Regions from separate parts of the Rattus norvegicus genome. Here region 1 is linked to region 2. Evidence: chromatin contacts called from public Hi-C data. All regions are on one chromosome and are shown on one strand. The core of a region is the stretch at or near the end of the contact, and the rest is flanking DNA. Distances in the headings are between cores, read along the strand shown. Region 1 overlaps Auts2 (activator of transcription and developmental regulator AUTS2). Region 2 overlaps Auts2 (activator of transcription and developmental regulator AUTS2).

Region 1 (7,318 bases), core at 429-2,928, 210 kb before region 2:
GCCTATAAAGATCCGAGGGAAGCGGGATCCGCTGGAACTATAAGAACAGAAGGCTGTAAGTTGCCACATGGGTGCCCAGAGCTAAACCCAGGAGCTCTCTAAGAGCATCCGTACCTTTCAGTGCCAAACCATCTCTTTAGCATCTCCCCTTCATAATGGCGTTAGGTCTCTGCTTAGAGGATAGCCTGTCTACTAGTTGATGCCAAAACAAGCTCTCACTCCTATTGGGCTCCCATGAGAAACTGTGGAGAACTAAGATACCATCCACCTGCCATCCCAGGGGTTCCTTTCTCCATCAGTGCACAGTGCCAATGAACAGAGAGAAGGCCTCAGAGCCGAGGGCCGCTTTCTCTGCTGGATGAGATCTGGGCAGCGGCTGTGACTGCATACCTAGCTGCCTACAGTGGCGCTGGAAACTCCATCTCTGTCATCCGCAAGGGTTGGTATTGTTCTGTAGACCCAGCTTTTTTGAGGAAAACTAAAGGAGTGGCCTGTCGCACAGCATGACTTCTCAGATCCCCATTATGTACCTTAAAAATATCAACCTATTGAGACCCAAATACTTGGTTAGCAGGTTGCAGCCCTTTGAACAGGTTACCATGGATTTACGCTGGCATAATGGGGCCTCGTGATGTATGTTCCCTGTCACCGTTGAAACAACAGTCAGTGTGTCTGAGCGGGCCCACCTGCCAAGCAATATGTTCTCAATCCCTTAGGCAGAGCGGTGTGCTACTCGGCTAAGAAAAGGTCCCCCCGCTGAGCAAATGGCAGAGCCATGGAGCAGGGGCATCTGTGAGCGCCTGCGTAAAAGCCTTGGCTGGTTCTCCTGGCAGGAGCAGCAGGAAGGGGCAGTGGGGGGTACTGCTGACAAGCTCCACTGCACAGGGACAAGCAACAAGCATGCAGAATCAGGGGCTGCCTTCCTTCCCTCCCTGCTTTCCTCTCTCCCTGTTTTCTCCCTTCTCCTCTTCCTTCCGTTTCTCCTTTACCTTTCCTTCCCTTTTTTCCATCCTCCCTCTTTTCTTTCTTCTACCTTCCTCTCTCCTTCCTTTCCACCTCTCTGTCCTCTCTTTATTCTCACCCCCTTTTTACCTCTGTCCTTCCTTCTCCTCCCTCCTATGTTGTTCGTGGGGCCCGCCCATCCCTCCCTCTTGCTTTCTCTCCCCATCTCTCTATCCCTCTCTCTTTCTCCACCCCCTTCCCTCTCTCTGCTCTCCCCAACTCCTTCCTTTTGTTCTTCCTAATGGACTACCACAGGCTTCTGTGCACATTCATCATTATCTCAAATGGCTGGAGGGCGGATGCCTGGGGCCAATTGTTAACAGACCAGTATAACGAACTAGTGATGCCTCTCAGCGGCTGAGGGATTTTGTTAGCATCCAAAGGTGCTTGCTGATGCAGATCCTGCTTCCCACCGGAGAGCGGGCTGCAAACAGCCAGTCACCCAAGATCTGTGGAGGTCACATTTCATCACACTGCCTCCTCCAAGAACACCCACCAACCTGATGATGCGTGTCACCTGGAGATGTCCCTTGAAACAGAGGCAGGCACTACCCTTATGTAGGAAAAGAAGACTTTTTTTTTTTTTTTTTTTTTTTTTTTTAGCTCAGCATAGGCACTAGGGGTTTGGGCGGGGAATGCTGTGGCTAATTAGTGATAGCAGGAGGTCTGTGCTGTGAAGAATGCCTTGGAGGTGCTGAACAATTCTGCTGCTGGTTCCTCCTAAGATAGAAACGACAGTTAAATGAATAAGCCCTCTGTGGGTTATGTAACAAGCAAGGGGTGCAAGGCTGTTCTAAGCAGCCATAAAAATGCTCTACACTTCTTTTTTTTTTTTTTTTTGGTTCTTTTTTTTCGGAGCTGGGGACCGAACCCAGGGCCTTGTGCTTCCTAGGTAAGCGCTCTACCACTGAGCTAAATCCCCAGCCCCTTACACTTCTTTTTAAATGTGTGTGTGTGTGTGTGTGTGTGTGTGTGTGTGTGTGTGTGTTTAAATGCTATAGTGCATTGGAGAGTCAGAAGACAACCTCAGGTGTAAGTCTGTCCTCTTTTTCTCTTGATCCCCACCTCCATGTGTACCAAGTTAGCTTGGTGCACAAGCTTCTGGGACTTCCTTGTCTCCAGCTCTCACCTCACGGACGAAACATTGGGATTCCATTTCTTTAGTATCCGGCTTTCTGTGCATTCTCGGGATTCAAATTCAGACCCTCACACTTACACATAAGGGGCTTTATCTATTGCCCAGACGAAGACTGGCATTTTGAAAGCAATCCTGTTGAACCTCCTATTAAGATGTTCTAACACTCAAGAGAGTTCCAAAGTGCATGACGAGTCATGAACAGTCCCTGTCATGTGCCCTGAGAATGGGAAGTTTTCCATGACCTTGCTAATATGTGGTATTCAGAGAATGAAAAAAGTATTTTTTTCTGATTCATTTATTAAAAAAGCCAACGACGAAAGAACTAACCCGAGAGGCACAACAAAGCACAGAGCGACGGCCAATTTGGAACTAGCTTGCCCCTGATGAAAAGCCATGATTAGCTGATAAGCATTAAAGGAACTTGAATATACACAAGCAGGAAAGGAAGGCAGAGAATTTCGTCTCATTTAGAGGGAAATGAATGGGCTTCATAAATTCTTGGATACACGCAAAGATGACCCAAAGAGATGTTCAGTAGACAGCTCAGGTTGATACCTTTTCAGGCGTGTTTTTGTTTCTGTGTGTGTGTGTGTGTGTGTGTGTGTGTGTTGTGCATATGCATTTGCACATGTGCTTATGCATGTACGGATACGGATCCTCAGAGGCCTGTGTTTTGAGACCAGGCAGGGACTCACCAAGCAGACTAGACTTTCTGGTCAGGAAACCTGAGGAGTCTTAACAGCTTGTTCCCCTTCACTGGTAGGTATCACACATATGAGTCACTGTGTCTTGGCGTTACAAAAAGGATTGTATTTGTTTGTGTGTCAATGTATACAGACATACTAAGTCAGGTCTCTCCTTATACTACGCAGGTCCCGGGGAACAAGCAGGTCATTTGGCTAAGTCAATGCACCACTCCAATTTGGCTGTTAAAATGTGGTTTTTCTGCTGACTGAGCTCAGGTCCCCACAATTTTGTATCAAGCACCTTGTCCACGGAGCCATAGATCCAGCCTAGGTTTTTAGTCTCATTATCGTTCACTATACTATTGTTTTAGTTGTTTGTTTTCTGGTAAGGATATATCTAGCTATTTTAATAAAATAGTAAGAGGATAATCAGAAAACAGTATGAGGAAAAGCATATGCACTTAGACACAGGGAGAATTGTACTGACTGAAAGAAGGTTTGGTGACTGAAAATGTGGCTTGCCCAATACAGTGCTTACCTAGCATACATAATGTTCTAGGTCCAACTCACAGCATTGTAGAACTGGGCATCGTGGCCCAGGACTGCAAACTCAACATTTACGGGGGATCAGAGAGTTGGAGTTGGAGTAACTAAGAACACTGAATGCTCTTCCAGAGGACACAGGTTCAATTCCCAGCCCCTCACAACTGCCTTTAACTCCAGCTCTGGGGTATCCAAGACCCTCACACAGACACAGACACAGAAACAAAAAATATCAATTTGCATAAAATAATAAATAATTTGAAAACCATCTTTGGCTGTTAGTGAGCTCAAAGCTAGCCTGGGTTACATGAGATCGAGGGTCAACAATCCTCTCTGCCCTTTTCTGAAGAATTAGCTTTTCGGAAAAAAAAAAAAAAAAAAAAACCAGCAAGGAAGAAAAGTTATACAGGTAGAAAATGGACAGAGAGCCAGTGAAGAGAAAACAGGGAAGAGGTGGAAGAGGTGGAAAAATGGAAGACCAGCTCTTTGCAAGATGCAAAGGGACTTGAGGTTTTTACTCTTAGGCACGGGATTTTCATTTAACCTATGAGGCAAGGAAGAGCCGGTGGAAACGGTTGGGGTTGGGGATATGGTAAGCAGACTAATTCATAAGGTGTGCTCTGGGGTTCTTCAGTGGCTAATTTCTGTGCTGCTCTTCCAGAGTTCAGTCCCCAGCACCCATGTCAGGCAGCTCACACCCACCTGTAACTCCAGCTCCAGGGATCTCACACCCGCTTCTGACCTATGAGCGCACTGTATTCATGGGGCCAACATACAGAAGACACAGATGGATGGATGGATGGATGGATGGATGGATGGATGGATGGGAGGGTAGGTGGATGGGTGGATGGATGGATGGATGGATGGGAGGGTAGATGGATGGGTGGGTGGATGGATGGATGGATGGATGGATAAAGTATGACAGACAGGCAGATGAAAGATAGCAACTTTTAATTTATAAAGGTATGTTTTGAGGATCTTAATCATTCCCACGCTTTAACAGAGTTGGAAGCATAATAAGATGGAGATATGAATCAGCTATACAAACATGGTAAACAAAAGGGAGGAACTGCCATGGAGGAGAGGCTCATCCTTCAGACCCCAGAAGTGAAACGAACAAGAGAGGATGATCAGTAAAATCTAAGTCTGTGTGAAGACGCCATAATAACCCTTGTTACTCTGCACACAGTTAAAAACAAACAAAGGGGTGGGTACAATGGACCAGGAACTAAAGACCAAGCCTGACAGGAGAGGTTGGTCTGTGGGACCAACATAGAAAGAGGAGAGAACTGAGTCCTACAGATGTCCTGGCATTTCCATGTGCAGGCATGTGCACACACAAACACAAAGAAAATAAATAAACATAATACACTTTTAAAAACATTATTAGAAATGAGTGTAAACAAGAGGCAAATGAAAGGGCTGCAGAGATGGCCAAGTGGTTAAGGGCACTGACTGCTCTTGCAGAGGTCATGAGTTCAAATCCCAGCAACCACATGGTGGCTCACGACCATCTGTAATGGAGTGTGATGCCCTCTTCCGGTGTGTCTGAAGACAGCAACAATGCAGCCACATATATTAAATAAATAAATAAATCCTTTTTTAAAAAAAGAAAGAAGCAGAGAAACGAAATAACAATAACCAAACAATAGTAAAATCAAAATCCCCCCACCATTTTGGAAGCACTAAGACATTTGTTTACTTTTGAGCCAGTGTTTCATGTAGCCCAGGCTGACCTCAAACTCACTGTGTAGTCCCAGATGACCTTGAACTTCTGACCTTCTGAACCTCTGTTTTCTGAGTGCTAAGGTTGCTAGCATGTGCCTCTGTGGCTGATGTATGGGGTGCTGGAGACTGACTGCAAGGCCTCCTGCATGCTACCCAGGCACTCTACCAGAGGTCCAGCTCACTGAATTTTAACCAAGTTGTGCAGTTTACTCTCTGAACTCCTATCACGACTTAAGACATTTCTTAGTGGATTTAGTTTTGATTTCTCTACTACTGAGTAAAGGCAAACCCAGCAGGTCAATCCTCACTTTTCTTCTCTACCTTGTCAACGACTACACATTCTGTCATTACCAACTACCTAGTTTGTGTTTTTCTGACACCTGATTGGGATACTTCCCTTAGTATGGAATTTCTTTCTCTTTCGGTATTTTCCATGATGTAAGGAACAACAAGTTCAAGTAAGAACCAGATCTGGCCCACTAGATAAAGCATTATTTCTGTAGTGTGGTTGAAGTTCCTAGAAAGAATAGGACCTCACACCAAACTGTCTGCAAGCTGACTAACCTGTAAGAAGGGTCATTAATTGTGGAGAGGTTTGAATGTAACAGGTCCAGGGCCTGCAAGCTTTGGCTTCCTTAATAGCCATTCCTCATCCACCTCGTTGTCTTACCAATAGATAAAAAGGAAGGAAGGAAAAAAGGAAGGAAGGAAGGAAGGAAGGAAGGAAGGAAGGAAGGAAGGAAGGAAAGAAAGAAAGAAAGAAGGGAGGGAGGGAGGAAGGAAAGAAGGAAAGGAAGAAAGGAAGGAAGGAAGGAAGGAAGGAAGAAAGGAAGAAAGAAAGAAAGGAAGAAAGAAAGAAAGAAAGAAAGAAAGAAAGAAAGAAAGAAAGAAAGAAAGAAAGAAAGAAAGAAGGAAAGAAAGGAAGGAAGGAAGGAAGGAGGGAGGGCGGGCAGAAAGAGAGAAAGTAATTTCGGAATGTGTTAATTTAACGAAATTCCAGTTTCCGGCAACTAAGAGTCTTAGTGCCTAGCCCACAGTATCTGAGTCCACAGCTTTGCTGTCCCTACCTATCTGATGTTTGCGCCAATGTCCTTGAAAATCATCTGGAAATGGTTAGCACTGGAACATAGAGTCTAGTGTAACCCAAATCTGTGTTCCCTGGCCATGGGCACTCATACTTGGCTCCAGAATAAACTATCTCTTATCCCCTTTGAGGTGAGAGCTCTGTTTTTATGTTGACACCGGTTATCACTGCCAGGATCTGGCTTCAAAGGACATCTTCACAAGAATCATTTATACTCCAGTCGTCTGAATTAATCAGCTTCATTAATCGGCCATTTTAAGAAAACTATGCTTAAATAATTCTAAGCCAAAGATAAATGAGTCTGATAGGATATTCTTTTAGAAATGCACGACGATTACTTAGCCTTGCTCTAAATGTTCTTCAGTTGGGTCATGAGACTGTGGCTTCGGAGTCCTCTAGACATGAATGCCATTCAGCTGACTTTGGCTCCTTGTCATCGTCGGTCAAGGAGCCCAGCTTCCTCCTGTTTCTAATCAGATATCATTTGATGTTTACCCATTTCTGACACCTGGCTCTCAACAGGTCCCCTGCTGTCAGTTCAAGCTGGATTATGTGTCTGTGACCCTGTTGTGACAGTTTCTCCCTAGATGAAATGTTACAGGGTCACCTTGGATCCTCTGTCACAGACCCAAGGCTGCAGGCCACAGCCCTCCCCTGAGATCACAGCCGCAGGCTCAGCCCAGCCCTGCCAGCAGGAAGGCGGATGGTTCTTGTGGTTACCAACAGACGTCAGTGCTAGAGGCTGGCTTCCAGGCCAAGTCTCCAACACTCAACTTCTCCTGAGATGAAACAAGAACCAACATATGCAAGTGAAATGACCATTTTTCTCCTGATGCTTAAACAAACAGCTCTACCTGCCTTGCATGTTGAGCACTCCAGGGGAGCCTGGGTTGCAGTGTTTGTACTGATTTGGGTTAAGTCTGAAGCCACAGGAATCCGAAAGGAGGAGAAATGCCATTTGTGCTCAAGTCAAGACCAATTCTGAAAGTATCTAGTTTTCTCTGGTTGGACGCTAAAGGACCCCAAGAGAGCTACATGAGTCAATAAATCAAACTATCAATATATATATATATTCATTGAGCCACTGCAGACATTGCTTAACACTGTCTACACCCTGGAGAATCTGGTCTGAAAAGG
Region 2 (6,527 bases), core at 1,618-4,117:
ACACAACGTTTCTCTACTCATTTGTATGTGAAAAGCAGATACCCTTAGAGGATGGAGAGATAACGTCGTGGTTTGTGAGTACCGCTTGTGCACATACAACAGGAGTTGACGACAACTGCAACTCCAGCTTCAGGGATCTGACTCCCTCTTCTGGGCTCCATGAGCACTGACACTGCTGTGCACACATTTACCCACAAAGGCACACACATTTGGGTAATTAAAAACAATGAAATACCTTTAGAAAAAAACCCCTCAAAGGTACATTTTATTGCTTACCATTAACTGTGCACATTAATTATGTCATTTGGTGAAGATTCACAACTCTATTAGGTGGGTGGTGAAGGAGAAACAGATATATCACACACCCGGCCCAAGGTCAAACGACTACTCACACGAATCATTCTGCCGCATTGGACTTCGTTACACATTATTCAGAGGGAAATTTTTGACTACATGTCTCGGAAAAGAGAGATCCAGAACTGTTTAAGTCAAAACAGAAAATGTATTCAGTGAGCTGACATTTAAAAAACAAAAAGAAAACCCAGTGCACACTCCAACAAGTTTCAGGATGCTTGCCAAAAGGGAAAGAAAAACCCAGCAAATTGATTCCAAGTTGCCTATAATTTCATTTATATTTAGAATATGAACTGAGCAGGGGATATGTTTGCACAGAGAGAGAGAGAGAGAGAGAGAGAGAGAGAGGAGAGATAGAGGGAGAGAGAGAGGAGAGAGAGGAGAGAGAGGAGAGACAGAGAGGGGGAGAGAGAGAGAGGAGAGAGAGAGAGGGGAGAGAGGGGGGAGAGAGGGGGGAGAGAGAGGGGAGAGAGAGGAGAGAGAGGGGAGAGATAGAGAGAGAGAGGGAGAGAGAGGAGAGAGAGAGAGAGGAGAGAGAGAGGAGAGAGAGAGAGGAGAGAGAGAGAGGAGAGAGAGAGGAGAGAGAGGAGAGAGGAAAGAGAGAAGCGAGAGAGAAAGGGAAGAGAGAGAGAGAGAGAGGAGAGAGGGGAGAGAGAGAGAGAGAGAGAGAGAGAGAGAGAGAGAGAGTATTCAGAGTCTCCCCCAACCGTGCAGTCTGTTCCAATCCTCCTCTATTTTGTCCGCTTTGAGAACCCTTTGCAATATGCTTATGTAAATAGTTTTTCTTCACTGCTGTTCCCGTCTCTCAAATCTTCTGCATAGACTGGAAAACTGACAGACCTAAGCAGACATCTTTGGAACACAAAACCAGGAAGACATAAACAAATATAACCAGATCAAAAACAAAGGCTTCTTCAAAGCCCTTCGGAAAAATGAGACCGACGCAGCGGAAGAACTGAGGGAGAAGTACAGGCACTCTTGGGTTTGTCCCTTTGGGCAGGTATCGGTAACGGCACACACATCACCGACACGTAAATACAGACTCCATGAGGCATGGAATAGAGTATCTGCTTCATGAACGAGCAAAACATCTGGACTTTCACCTTACTTTACTGAAACCTCTACTATAGGACAGGAAAGCAAGCAGAAGGTTCTGGAATGAGGAGGGATACTGAAGAAAATAAGAGTGTTTGATAAAGCAGTTCTTCTTGTTAAGCTTCAATGGTAAGGGAGTTTAGCCTGTCCAAAACCGACAGTTCATGATTTCATGAGAAGAATTAGCTTATGTGTAGTGATTTCCACATTTCAAAGAGTCATCAAAGGCAATTAATGAGAAAAAAATTGCTATGGGACTCTACCTGATACTGACTCACCTTCACAGACTGAGCAATATACAGCACATTGTAAACAATACGTCTCAGGTGGGGGTGATGGGACAATCACAGAAGCATCGGTAAACACATTACTTCCATTTAAAAGCAAGAAACTAACCAACGGGGAAGTCAGTTCCAGAATTCGAGCCCTACATGTGATACTGTTGGAATGGCACTGGCACCAGAGCCCAGTTTTGAGGAGGGCTTGGCAACCCCACTAAGGATTTTGCAGGGTGATAACAGCACACTGTGGTATTGGAAACACATTCCGCAGAGGGGCATTTTTATCATAGCTGAGAGCGGAACAGACATCTGGTATGCATCTTCTCCATGTACGCTAATAACGTGACAGCTCTTGAGATAAGAAAAGTAAGTTGATGTTACCAAAGCAGCTTGAGCAAATGGAGTTGAGTCTACAGAGCTAACTGAAGTTGTCCCAGCATTAAAAAAAAATAATGATAACAAAAATAAAAACACTTCCAAATCCTAATCGAGGAGTCGCTAGTTACCGAATTCATCACTAGATAATAAAAGCATTCCAAAAACTAAGGAGGTCAAAAGCAGAACAAAATGTCAGTTCTTGAAATGGTGGGCTCCTTTCAGGGTAATCTCACTGACTCTACAAATGGCAATAGAAAGTTCAGGCTGCAACTGAACGCGGCGACGGTGGTGGCTTTGGCTCCGTTTTCTAAAAAGGAGGTGGGGTGAGGAGAGAGAGCAGGGAGAGCAGGCACCACAGCCTGCGGATCTTACTTCCAGCATCGCAGCCCACACCCAGCCTGGTGTGAAGAGATGGCAGATGGGACCACGTCTGTTCTTTCAACTGCTGAAGCAAGACACCTAGTGCATCCTGCTCCTCCTGTGAGCATGAATATTCAGGCCCGCTGCACAGAGCCGCCATGAGTGTGCTAACTGTCTGATGCAGGGCCAGAGACATCCTTACCATTCTCCTTGGATGATAGGGCCAGGAGAGCGTGCCTTTTGGGGCAAACTTAGGAAAGACTCAATATTCATTGAAATCATTTTCGTGATCCAACCAGGAAGACAGTCAGAGAGACATGAGTCAAAAGACGCCTGGCTAGCAATGTCAAAAGGGCGGAGTTTAAAGCAGCAGAACTACATTGTTATGTACTGACCATATTTCGTAGCATGTGTTCAGTGTTGGGTATTATGGTATCGAGTGTTTCGTCAGAGCACAGTCGAGTCCCTGTAATACTATCACACACGATGCTATGCTATCTTGTGGAAATGATGCTGGTTTGTAATTCTTCCTCATTCCTATCTTGAGAAGGGATACTGAACCCACGAAGGAAAATGTTGTTATAAAAGTTTAATGAAGCAACCATTTCTCTGTCTTTGAATGAAAGATAGTGTAATAATCCCAGAAATATATGTCCTCCATCAGTGGCCCTCCCCGCAGACCAGAGTATAAGGACCACAAAGCATATAGTGCATCTCTATTGGCTAAACAGAGGGGTGTGGTGATTGCTGGCTTAAAAGCTAGAAAGAGCTACCAGCCGAGTATGAGGGAAACACTATTGGAATGCCACCGCCCCTCACCATGGGCTAACAGGAACAGTGAAGCAAGACACTGGGCACACGGAAGCTCTTCCGAGTCCTTCGAAGAAGTCAAACAGCTCAGGAGTTATGAATTTGGCTGGCAAGAGCAATCGCGTTCCCCCACATCTCCTAAGCTCTCTAAGTGCCCCACCGAGGCAGATGCCTCCTGATCCTCAAGGCCCAACAGGTTAAACCCTTCAGAAATAAAACGATTCTCAATGAAAGGGCGGCAATCAGTGAGCTCGTTAGGAGCGAGGGGGGTTCCTTGGGTGTCATTTTTTCACACTGCCATGAGCATTTGTGATAGGAGTGGCCTGAAGGCAAGAGGAGGTGCGCAGGTGGAAGTGGAGGTGGACTTACGAAGTAGCCTGTCCCCAAGCTGGAAGGAGCTGAACTCTGCAAAGGAAACACAGACACAGAATGGAAAAGTCAGTGGCCGTTCTTAACATGTTCCCATCCACACAGCTCATTACCAGCCCTTTGTGAGTTTTTCATCACACCATCACATGCCCGAGCATGAGGCCCCTTGTCATCTGCTGCGGAGACACAGACACTGTTGCCTGATATTTCCCCCTCTCTATCTCTCAGCGACTCAGAGATGCTAACGTGCTATTTACTGGATTCCGAGCTTCTGCGGTGGACGTAATTGCCAATTTATTTGACAGGCAGCTGGGTAATGAATTAATGATGGCATTTCGCCCTGCACTGAGACTAAACAGGCACGTGGCAGCCTGCCTCCCCGACTTCCTGACATTCAAGGCCCGAGTCTCAAGCTATTTGGTTTTGTGGCCGCAGAGAGGCAGGCAAGAGGAAAAACGCCCAGACTGACTTGAAAATAAAAGACCCAATGGGTTTGGATGACTTTTTGGTATATGACCTACTTGCCAGTTTATTCCCCGAAGGCTTCGGTTAGCACACACTTGGCACTGTGCAAAAATTAGACATTTTGTAAACATAATTAGTTGACTAAAATGCAAAGAATCCGTGGGCACAGGGAAGCAGTTTTTGTCTCGATAATACCAATTCAGAATGCCACAGCTCTCACACAGTGAACCAACTGAAAATCAATAATTCCAAATTGAACTCAGGGTATAAAGTAGTGAGGAAAACAGAGGCCAAAGTATGACTATGGAGTGGGTTTGTACGTCTTTTTATTGCCTTCCAAGTGCATATATGCATGCCTGCAGTAGTTCATGTGTACGATGTGTATTGAGATGCCCTAAGGAAGTCAAAGGGGATTGGATCCTGTGGAACTAAAGTCAATGGCAACTGTGAGCTTCCCGAGGAGAATGCTAGGATCCCCATTGAGGAAAGCAAGGACTCTCAACCAATGGGTCATCTCCCCAGTCCCTTCCTCCCCCAACACTACACTCATTTATGGAACATTAGTGATCAAATGAAGGGCTTTCTGTTTTGCCAGGAACCAGTATTTGTCCAGCCTTGTACCCAGTTTTTGGACAGGGTCTCTGCAGTCTAGGCTAGCCTGTATCTCCCAGTACAGCTGTGGATAGCCTCGAATCCCTCTCCTGAGTGTAGGGACAACAGAAGTCTGTGACAACACCTGGTTTCAACACTGCCAGGGCCTCACGCATGCTAGTCAAGCACACTCCACCAATAAAGACACAGCCCTAGGCCTGGATCACTTTAGTTTATATGTTTTCTTTAACACCTGGCCTAAGACATTATTTAACATTTGCTGTCCTCTTTGCGGGCGAGGGAGTCACCAAATAAGCCAGAAAACAACCTGACCGGAATCTTTCCTTCCTAGCTCAGTAGCTTTACGCTGCCCTCACCGGCACAGAGAAGCCTGAACCACGCCGCCATTCAAGAGTCAACCGCTCCATAACACAGTCAATCTCCTATGCCTTAAACAGCAGGCAGGAGGGGACCATGTGCCTATTCACCATGTCTGCCACACAACGTGGACTGCAGACATGCGGGAGGAAGTGATCAACGTATAGATAGGTGGATTGTTGGCGACAGAAGAGGATAAGGAGATTTTAACATCTTTGCATCCACCACAGATAAGCTTTCTGTTGACTGTGAGCCAAGCGGGTCTATGAAGTTACCCCTCTCCTCACTGTCACCAACCACCTGACAAAATCGACTTAAAGAAGGGAGGATTTATTTCAGATCCCACTTTGAGGATAAAGTTTATCATAGTGAGGACAGCATGTCAGAAGGCGGTGATGTCACTGCACCAGCAGTCCGAAAGTAGAGGTTGGACAGGAAGTACAGACAACCTATAAAACACCAAGGACAACCCTTAGTGAGACTCTTCATATAGAGCAAATGGTCTGCCTCCTAAAGGTTCCACTGCCACCTAAAACAGCAGAACCAGTCTTAGACCAATTATTCAAACACATGGGCCTGGGGGGGACATTCTGCATTCCAACCTAGGAGAAGAGTGCATGACTTTCTGACTATCTCACACTCAAGCAAGAATAGCGTGCTTCACAACATTCCTAGAGCAAGATTTTCTCACCTTGCTGTTTCCTGCAAGTTCAGAGGGATCAAGCGCGATATAAGTTAGGTTGGGTATGTGATCTGAGTTTATAACAAACCTTGCTAAAAGGCTAAATAGCTCTCTTCGGATCGAAGTTCAATTCCCACCTCCCACATCAGGTGGTTCAAAACCACCTCTGACTCCAGGACCTGTGGATCCAATATCCTCTCTGTTCTTCCTGAGAACCTGTATACCTGTGATAGACATACAGGCATGTGCACGTGCACACACACACAAACAAACAACCAATAAACAACAAAACCCTGCTTTGTCCTTGGTTCTATGAGAGAGAGAGAGAGAGAGAGAGAGAGAGAGAGTGTGTGTGTTCAATCCACCCACTGTAGTCATGGAGACTGCTTATAGCAGTGGCTGACCATGTGACAATGTCACCTCTTTTCTGGACTCCCAGCCCTTGTTACAGCAGGCAAAGGTAGAAGACCAGTTAGCTTTCTACCAGCCCGGAGTCCTGCCTCTAGGAAACAAACTCATTTTAGAATGAATGACAGAGAGGCAGGGGGATTTGTAGATTTCATTCACCCTGCTTTCTGAAAATGTTTCATCCCAAAAGGAGAGAAGGATCACTCCAAAGCGAGCTTCCCACCCGCTCCGCGCCTATCATCGCACTGTATACCAAAGCAAATTACATCCTTGAGGTCTAAGCCAGCGCCGATATGCTCGTTTTGCATATATATTGTGCATTACTTGGGGAGCGGGTGCAGAGGAGGGCTTTGTTG

The links. Hi-C and Micro-C count contacts between places; a contact is called where the count stands out from the background.
Region 1: a Hi-C map of prefrontal cortex shows a contact between it and region 2, with 6 times the contacts expected there. The contact joins two enhancer-like sites. A contact is called at or near these places in 2 of 12 Hi-C or Micro-C datasets (frontal cortex and prefrontal cortex).

What each region holds. Positions count from the first base shown.
Region 1 is chr12:30,433,846-30,441,163 of GRCr8, reverse strand. All of the region lies in intron 4 of Auts2 (activator of transcription and developmental regulator AUTS2), which reads right to left. Among named protein-coding and RNA genes, the nearest start is that of Galnt17, 520 kb to the left of the region's middle. Within about 2 kb of position 1,678, at least 16 of the 93 cell types and tissues checked have an H3K27ac peak or open chromatin away from gene starts, as enhancers often do. A contact at or near this core is called in prefrontal cortex, where this site is marked.
Region 2 is chr12:30,227,376-30,233,902 of GRCr8, reverse strand. Auts2 (activator of transcription and developmental regulator AUTS2) reads right to left here. Exons shown (of 19, transcript NM_001107136.3): 4 at 3,648-3,683. Among named protein-coding and RNA genes, the nearest start is that of Auts2, 490 kb to the right of the region's middle. Within about 2 kb of position 2,867, at least 22 of the 93 cell types and tissues checked have an H3K27ac peak or open chromatin away from gene starts, as enhancers often do. A contact at or near this core is called in prefrontal cortex, where this site is marked.